2 separate regions of the Zea mays genome follow, and region 2 is linked to region 1. A link is a contact called in public Hi-C data. All regions are on one chromosome and are shown on one strand. Each heading gives the region's core, a stretch centred on a gene start, on an enhancer-like site or on the middle of the called end of the contact. The rest is flanking DNA. Distances are from core to core; before and after follow the strand shown. Region 1 holds the start of LOC100276786. Region 2 has its middle 7.2 kb from the start of LOC103647036.

Evidence for each region. Hi-C and Micro-C count contacts between places; a contact is called where the count stands out from the background.
Region 2: a contact with region 1 is called in a Hi-C map of endosperm, with 6 times the contacts expected there. The contact joins the enhancer-like site here to the promoter of LOC100276786 in region 1. A contact is called at or near these places in 4 of 25 Hi-C or Micro-C datasets (bundle sheath, endosperm, leaf and 1 more).

The regions. Positions count from the first base shown.
Region 1 is chr2:143,880,741-143,885,381 of Zm-B73-REFERENCE-NAM-5.0, forward strand. It overlaps LOC100276786, which reads right to left and starts at 2,679. Exons shown (of 3, transcript NM_001150497.2): 1 at 2,487-2,679. It overlaps LOC111590831, which reads left to right and starts at 292. Exons shown (of 2, transcript XM_023301651.2): 1 at 292-514; 2 at 2,482-2,609. The coding sequence starts at 292. The coding sequence ends at 2,609.
Region 2 is chr2:144,013,011-144,017,715 of Zm-B73-REFERENCE-NAM-5.0, forward strand. No RefSeq gene overlaps it. Among protein-coding and RNA genes, the nearest start is that of LOC103647036, 7.2 kb to the right of the region's middle. Within about 2 kb of position 2,996, at least 19 of the 20 cell types and tissues checked have an H3K27ac peak or open chromatin away from gene starts, as enhancers often do. A contact at or near this core is called in bundle sheath, endosperm, leaf and 1 more, where this site is marked.

The DNA.
Region 1 (4,641 bases), core at 1,429-3,928:
CGAGGGCAGCAAGACGCGACCACGACTTGGCAGTTAGCGCTATGGTGGCTCTATCATGGTGCGACTACAATAGGGTTTGGGGATTTTTTTTCCCGTGAGGTACTGAGGTGGACTTTGTCGCTCTGTTGAGTCTCATGGGCCACGACATTCTATTGGGCTGGTTAGGTATGGGAGACGGGAAGGAGATATTTGGTCCAAGTTAAAAATATTCCTTCATTTATTTGATTTATTTCCTATTTTCCATGTATATATATACTATATATATGTATATATTTATTTTTTATACAAATAATGGGTATTCATTTTAATACCCTTGAATTGAATGGGGCCCGCCCGTCTCCTGGTCACATAAAGGGCAGCGTGGAGGGTGGGGGCAGACAGGCAGTCCATGGTGAGCCACGCGGCCTGACGTCCAGCACCGCTCGTGTGCCGCCATCCAGAGAAAGAACTTGCACTCCAAGTCTCCAACGGCGCCCAGATCTTCCAAATACGCCTGCAAGGCTGAAAGGAAATAGTATGGGTGAAGAACCGATGGTAGCTGGACTTGGCAGTGTACTGATCAGCTAGCGAAGTCTTGTCATACTTCAGCAGCAGGTTTACTGGCAGCAAACTGGAACCCAATGCTAAAGTGGGAAATTGTCTAAACAAAAATATGTATGAGTACTGTTCTGCTCCTCACCCGAGGCATCAAGCATCAGATTTTAGAAAGAACAAATTCAGCCAGGATCTTCATAGGCGACAAGGCGACCCCCCCCCAGGGCAAGCTGGGTACACTTATCGCCTAAGCGCAAGGCGTAACAAGACCCCCTCAAGGAGAGCTGGATCTGCCCGGACACCTACACTACGCCTTTGAAACAGAGGCCTTGATTGGGGTAACAGGACACTTATGTACTAATATACACAGGGCAAACATGAATCCACACCAAATCAGCTGTATTGACTATTGACTTATATAAGAGAACCATTTGTTCACCTAGCCTTCAAAGATGCCATTTTGATATAACACTGAGCCCTAGAGTAGTCCCTCCGACCCAAAAAAAAACCAGCAATTGTATGGTTCAAATTTTGTCCCAAATTAAGTGCAACCGTAGGCATTCTGTCATCACCAGCTTGTGGATCCGCTAAAAAATCAGCCGCACACCTCCTCAACGGACGCCCAGAACCATAAGCATCTCGTCCACTCGTTCACCACCCCATTCTCCAACTGTGCAGTGTACACGATGCACCTGCTCTCCCACATCTTCCTGAGATTCCGGTGAGAACTTCCTGCTCCAAGACGCAGGGAAGAAACTCTATCCTCACGCGCTGTGAGCCCGCCCATGCCAAGCTCCCTGCCCCAGTCATGGCCACGGCCCTTGGCAGCATCGTCGACCTCCCTCAAGCCCCTACTGCGGATGCCATCCAAGCATTCGGAGAGGAGTGGTGGTGTGTGGTCACGTGGAGTGCTTGTTCCAGCAGCCATCATTCACCTCTCCTTGCACTAACGTGGAGGAGCAGGGAGTTCGATGCCGTGATGGAGAGGCGTGTGGATGCTAGAAGGTGGTGGCGCGTGTGGGGATACCACGGCATGGGAAGGGCCACAAAGCAGCCAGAAACCACCTGAAGACGAGGAAGCTTGGAATCGGATCCAAGCGAGCGAGCGGTGGTACTCAGGGCAAGGATGATGAGGTAGCTATGGGACGCAGTCGGGAACCTTCTGAGGACGAAGAGTCTGGAATGGGATTGAGATTTTCCAAATGTATTATTGCAATTTCACATCCATAATTGGTATCCATGTCAGGTCCTACAATCGTATTCTTTGTGGGACCAAGGGAGTAGGTGAGTGACTTCAGTATCTAAAAAATTCCATAAAATTAGTGCGGTGATAGCTATAGCTAGTGGCAGTATTTTCGTGCTTCAGCAATGGGTTTGTTGACAACAAACTGGCCGCCTAAATGGGTAACCAGATAGTGAACATACAAAGGAATAGGGAGCTCTTCTTCACCTCATCCAAGACAAGGATTCCTTCTGAAAGAGCTATCTGTATCTAATAATGATTTTAGGATAACACCGATGCAGCAAGCATCATATTCACATTGGGATAATAGGATATGTCCATTCTAATGAACAAGGCAAAATTGCAGAGCCAATACGACCAGGAAATCATTTCTTCGCCTAGCGCCCAATAGATCCCATACTGATGCCATACTAAGCCCTATATAATTGAGACTCGGCGGAGCTTCAATCAAAGGTGAAGAACGAACTCCACCATCTATCGATTACCGCGACCCCTATGATGAACAAGAACGAATCTGCGCCGATGGCAGGAGTCCTAGAATCAAACAGCCTACCAACGGAGCAAGAATCGCCCACTATTCCACCAAGGCCTATTCCATCCATGGTCTCCCCCCACACCAGGAACAGCACATTGGCCTAACCGCAACGGCAGCTAGACACAATAGTATAACACACCATGTCCCAAAAAGGAAGCGGCTAGACAAGCTCACCGTCGAGGGATGGCGCACCCAGCAGGCGAGCGGCGAGGAGAAGAGTCCCGCGGCGCCGCTGCCACTCGCACGCCACCAGCCGCGCACCTCTCCTTCGGTCCTTCCCTAGGCAGTAGGCACTAGGCAAGGCAGTTCTTGGGGTTGGCAGCCAGAACCGAGGAGGACGGACGACTAGAAAACCATTAAACTATACGAAAAGGCTGGAGCACGAACTGAAAGCGACGCGCCGCGCCGCGTGTATCCGGGGTACCGCCCGACCGCTCTCTCTGACATGCGGGGCGAAAAACATGGTCCTACGTGTCAGAAACGGCGGTAGGCAAAACCTGTGGGCGTGTGGCGCCCTGGCCCGACTCTTTTTGTTTTTTAGTTTTTTTTTTTCGGAAAAAGTACTTTATATTAGACGCAGGAACTTACAACGTGGAGTTGCATAGCGTAGCTGATATAGAGCGGTGATTACGGGGTAATGAGCTCTATATTTTACTTAAAAATTAAAAATCAAATTATATTAGAATATTACTCTATTTTTATTTATTTTTAAAGTTCTTAACTCATTGTGAAAAAACATTTGGATCGTACAAGTCGTGTGTGTATATATAGGGGATATTGGGAGCTCAAGCCTTCTAATAGTTACCTCCAGTCACCTCTGGACCGCACCCAACAACCGTATAACACACATCAAATTCATCGATTAAAATAATACATTAATAGTCATTTAAAACTTAATAGAAAGTAAAGTAAAAATTTAAATCAAGTATTTGATTTAATTTATCTTTAGAGAATGATTTTTGTTTGCTCATGATGATTGATTGATGATTTGATTCATAAAATTTCTTTTATGAAAACTCAATTAATTAATATAGAAACTTTGGTCAAAAATAAATATTTTAATTATAAATATTTTTTGTGTAATTATTATGATTTTTGGACATATTTAAAAATATATTTATCTATATTCTTATTGGACATATAAAAAAACGAAATCATAATCTAACCGACCGAACCAGCCCACAAGGCAGCCCAACCCCCCCTCCCCTCTCTCTCTTACGGGCGGGGCCCACCCGGCCTCTTCCCCTTCCTCCAGCCGCGCCCACGCCGACCCCGGTCGAGCCGCCATGCCCCGATGTCACACCCGGTTTTAGAAGGCAAACCGAATGCGAACCATGTACGTGTCAGGATCAGCAATTCACGTACACAACAGTTACATAACCGGACCTCATCACGCAGTGCTCAAATAATAACATAAAAGAGGGTAATAGTCTGATTACATCATGATATCCGAGACATCCACATAGTCATTAACAATTATCAAAGTGCAAAAAATGAAATGTAGCTAAACACGGCCTTCACAGGCAGCCGACTAGGGGTTTGCCGACTAGAACTCATCGTACTCTTGGAACTCCTGTAAATCCTCCACCACGACTTCATCTTCTCCTGAGCAGTGGTTGAAATGTGGACAACCTGGGGGTTTGGTGTGTAAAGGGTGAGTACACATCAACATACTCAACAATTGTCCTGTTTGGCTGTAGTGGACTAGCTTTATGTAGGGTTAAGGTCAAGCACTTGCTTTTAGTTGGTCAGGTAATTATTAATAGTAGAGAGCAAAGTTTTAATATTTACCCAAGTTGTTAACCCAAAAGTACCATTTACAAACGGAAAGAACACCAGGAACCATAACCAAAATCATAACCAAAACCATCATCATCCTCATTATCACCTATAAACAAAGTATCTCTGATCAATGTGCATCTAATCAGTGGAGCTCCCAAGTCCGCTCATAACCGCGAGCACGGCTGATATATCAGTTTCATAACACTCTGCAGAGGTTGCACACTTTACCCATGAGCTGTGATTCCTTTTTGCCTCAGGCCGATCAAACCCTTAAACACTACCAAGGTGAATAGGCAAGGTTTCACTACATAGCCTTTACAAAGATTCCCTGAGGTTGTAGCCGCCCGTTAGGTTTCCTAAATGTACCGCACTCCTCCCCAAGGGACAAACCACCCCCGGCAGAGCGAGCCGCAACACCGAGCCCCATTGATGGCACATCGGCGAAGCAAACTACACCTCAGTTCCTCAAATTATTCAGTTAAGGGCGTCTCATACCACCCTCATGGTTGTACTGTTTTCCCGGATGGTCATCCAACGAACCAGTCCT
Region 2 (4,705 bases), core at 1,746-4,245, 130 kb after region 1:
TATGATCTAAGGTCAATTTATAATGTGGATTGAAGTGTAGATAGTTATTTAGAGAATAACCTCTCATATGATTTATATTAACCAATTTATGATATAGTTTAATATTTTAATCACATAGATCCTCTATAAAATCATAACTCCTTAATCGTAACTCCGATCTCAGTAGTTCTCGATTCCGCGATCTCGTAGCAACGAGTAGATTATTATTATTCAGTTTGTACTTATGTTTGGTGTGATGTTAATTTTGTCTATACCATGTTTGTTTGTATTGCTACGACTAGCAGCGAGGTTACGAGTCACTTGAAGAGCAAGTGATACCTAGAATCGCAAGTGCCAGGCAAGTTGTGCCCTTGACCACTTTTGTTACCCAATAATGTTCTTTATAATCATTTACCATGCATAGGTTTAATTTTGATGGGACCCAATAGGTCACCCTAAATTGTTTATCTCTTTACCTTGTTATCCCTGAATCACATGGGTAGTTTTTGCTATTGCTTTACATGGTTTTGGGATAATATTCTATTATATCCATGTTCCAGTTATTTTGTTATTCTATTTATGTTCATGTCAAGATCATTAATGTTAATTGGAACATGGAGATTAACTTGAGAAACACGTGCCACCACAAGGGTTTAATGGGACGCACTTGGCCAACTAACTAGGAAAGCTAGTGGAAGACTACCTTACCCGAAAGGGGCAAGGGCAGTAGGGAATTGCATGCAAGGAGGTTCTCAGGTTGATTTTGCTGCGATGGCAGTCAGACGGGGGATTCTTGCAAGTGCTCTTCCCATAAACTGTAGCGGGTTTTCGGAAGCTAGTGGAACTTTGTAAAGGACTCGTAGTGGATCCCTACCCATTCACCTCGGTAGTGTCTAAGGGTCTAGCTAACCCTGGCGACATGGGATACACGACTTGTGGGTACACGGTACAACCTCTGCAGAGTGTCAAACTGGTATACTAGCCGAGCTCACGGTCATGAGCAGCTCAGGACTCTCCGATGATTAATTTATGGAACTTAAATTTAATTTGTCATTTGCATTGCATGGGATTATGTATTAATTTTGTTCTATTACTTTACTTAAGGTTTGGTATTTATTTACATTTAGTAACTGCTAATAAAATTTTGACCAACTACTTAAAAGCAATGCTCAGCTTTAACCCCCTGTCATTAATTAGCCTTACACATCACATGAACTCCCACCTTTGGTGAGTTCATGCCCACTGGTTCCCCACAACTTGTTGAGCTATGATCATGTGTGAGCTCACCCTTGCTGTCTCACACCCCCCACAGGAGAAGAACAGGTGGTCCAGGAGGAGCCACAAGGCGAGGGTTTGATCTGATCTAGGTGGCGTTTCCCCAGTTGACTTCTGCGCCAAGGACAATCCTTAGTTCATTTTATATTTATCTTTTATTTTGTAATAAGACTTCTGCTATGTAATAAGTACTCTGATTATTGTGACATTTACCTCTATACACTCTATTATTATATATGTTGTCTTCTTGGCGCATGTATGACATGCACTTGGCTTTGTCCCTTAAAGCCCGGGTGTGACACATGGCTAGCACACCGGTTTTACACTCTATAGAGGTTGCACATCTTTACCCACAAGTCGTGTTACCCATTTACCACGGGGTTGATTGGACCCCATACACCTCTACCAAGGAAGCGAGGCAGGGTACCACTACGAGGCCTTTACAAAGTTCCACTAGCTTTAGAAAACCTGTTACAGTTTCTAGGAAGCTCCAGTGCAGGGATCCCTCGCCTGACCACCATTGCAGCAAAATCAACCCAAGGACCTCCCTACACTGACCACTGCCCTACTGCCCTTGTCCCTATCGAGTAAGGTAGTCATCCACTAGCTTTCCTAGTTAATCGGCCAAGGACGTCCCATACCACCCTTGTGGTAGCACTGTTTTCCCGGGTGGTTCTCCATGTTCCCATTAACATAATGATCTTATCATGAACAATAATAATAAACTGATAATAAAAAGTGTAATCATGAGTGATGTATATCTCTATACCCAAAACCACATAAAGCAATAGCATATACTACCCAAAAATATTCAGTGGTAAAACAAGGTATAAAGATAGCCAAAACTGGGGTAACCTACTGGATCCCATCAAAATTAACCTATGCAGATCATTAAGATTAATAAGAACATGATTGGGTAAAAGGAAGTGATCAAGGGCACAACTTACCTTCAACGAGCTCCTGCTCAGCAGTCTCCACCAGCTAAACCCCTGTATCCTCTGCGGCTTGCTCGTCTACTCGCATCAATACAAACATACATAGTATAGCAAAAATTAACATCACACCAAACAATAGAACATAATGCATGATAATATTCTACGTTGTGTAACGAGATCATATGAACAAGAATCACTAAATTTGGATCTACGGTTATTAAGTTATGAATTTCCGAAGTTATTGAGTACCTAGAATAGCATAATTCATGGGAATAATTTACTTCAAGTTTCATGATTAAACAGAGCTACTAGTTGATAGACAATATTATTACCAAACAAATGTCGCTAGAATGAATTAATTTGGAGCTAGGATGGATTAAATATGAATTTCACAAGTTTATTAATTTATTTGTGTACTAAAAATCAATTTCTATAAGTATTTATCTAATTTCTTTGTTCTGTGGGCCGAGCACTAAATACAGAGAACCACCGGGGCAGAACCAGAAATTTTTCCCAGACTCAGGGAGCGCCTGGGATGGACTGCGGGTTTATTCCTGAAATCCCCAGGATCTCTTACGAAAATATGCCAGGGCGAAAGGGTATCGTCTAAATCTGGTCGTTGGGTCTTGCGCGGATGGTGCGGATTAGATCGAACTGCCAGCGAAGCGGTACGCGTTCCTGGCCACAGGATCCAAGATCTACTGTCACAGGTTCATCGCATCCCAATTCCACCTAGTCGTCCGACCGTGAACCGACCGCCGAGATAAACTCCGCGAAGGGGTACGTGCTCATTCTAATCTCCACCCTCGCTCACGGATCCGACGGCTGACATAGGCTCCCATCCCTATTCCCCTCAACGGCTCAAAGGGTCACTGGAGAAGACGCAGGCCACGGCGGCGCCATTTGTCAACAACCGCGATCACCCGCTCTATCGCAGTAATCTCCAATCTACCGGTTGCAACATGTAACACTGAACCGACCAAAACGGGGAAGCCACAAATCACCGAGGATGGCGCGCACAGGAGTCCGGTCCACAGTGAACAGAGACTCGGCACGGCCATTGAATTCCGACGAGCGATTCCCCGGTAGTACGCCCTTCCAGATGCCGATAGCACCCACCCGCGTGCACGGGGCACCCTTGCGATGGCCCCGACCCCTTCTGAGGCCTCGAGCGACGGCGAGGGCAAGGATCCACGGCGGCGAACTCTCGCGACCCTTTCACTGGTGGCGACGGAAAGAAGAGGGGCAAGGAGAGGAGTCGAAGGGGAGAGGCAAGGACGGTCTTCGGTCCGCTTTTGAAGCCCAGATGGGACGCAGTCGTGGTGAGCGGGGATGTCGCGAGCTCAACGACTCGCCCGTGAAGCCCGGCGAGGAAGAGGAACAGGGTCGTGGGTCCTAGCTGACAGCGAAACACAAAGGGAGTCGGCGGGCGTGCGACCGTTAGTCTGGCGAGTGGGGCCCAGTCCACAGCGACGTTTGTGCGTGATGTAAGTCCCGCTGACAAGATGGTCCCACGTGTGAGTGTCACAGACGAGCGCGCGCGATTGGTAGACTGGAAAGAGGCTGACAAGGTGGGGTCGTGTTGGCAGTGTCCGAGCAGTCCACCAACGTGCGCGTGTGGGAAGACTGACAGGCCGGGCCTCCGTGTCGGCGCGTCCGTTTGGCTGATGGGCCCGCGAAGCAGTGGAGGGGTTAGGTGGGCCAGAATTGGTGGTGTTGGCCCAGTGCAGTTTTCTTTTCGTTTTCTTTTATGTTTTCTAATTTCTTTTCTCTATTCCCAAATTCAATTTGAATTCAAATCTAAATTCAAACCTTGTACCAATTTTATCCTCAAATTATATTAAGACCTTAAAAGTACTAATTTTGGAATTATATGAATTTTCTTTATATTTTATACTCTCTTTTTCTTTTCTCCCCTTTTCTTCAAATCTTCACCTCATTATTATTATATTTCTATTCATATTATTATTGTATTAAATGCACAAACAAACTCCAATATGATGCAATGGTTTATTTGTGTTTTAGTGCAGATTTACTCATTTTTAAACATGATTAGTCACATGTTTCAAAGGTAGATGGCAAATCACATAAAAAGATCAACTCTTTATAAGCTTCATAATTTGGGTATTACAGGCAGTGACCAAGTCTTCATGTCCGAGAAGTAACGGCGATCCGAATCGACTAATACCCAGCTGGGGATCTCCAACCACACAACATATGTAGCACTTAACACTTGCATATGTCAACTCGCCATCGGGTTTCTTAAGACCAGAATCGGTTCACGCCAACCGAGAGCACATATACTCCACCGTCCAGCCTCTTGCCACGGAGGGTACACGCTACTCTTGTAACACCCCGGGTTCCACAAACAACCCAGAATGCTACTGAACTACACTTTCGATGTCCATATATTAAATTTCAGTAGCATCCCCTTTGCAAGATTGCATAAATTAGGGGGCAACAGTGTATAAACATATATCATGACAAAAACATACTAAGTATTATTAATCGGCTAG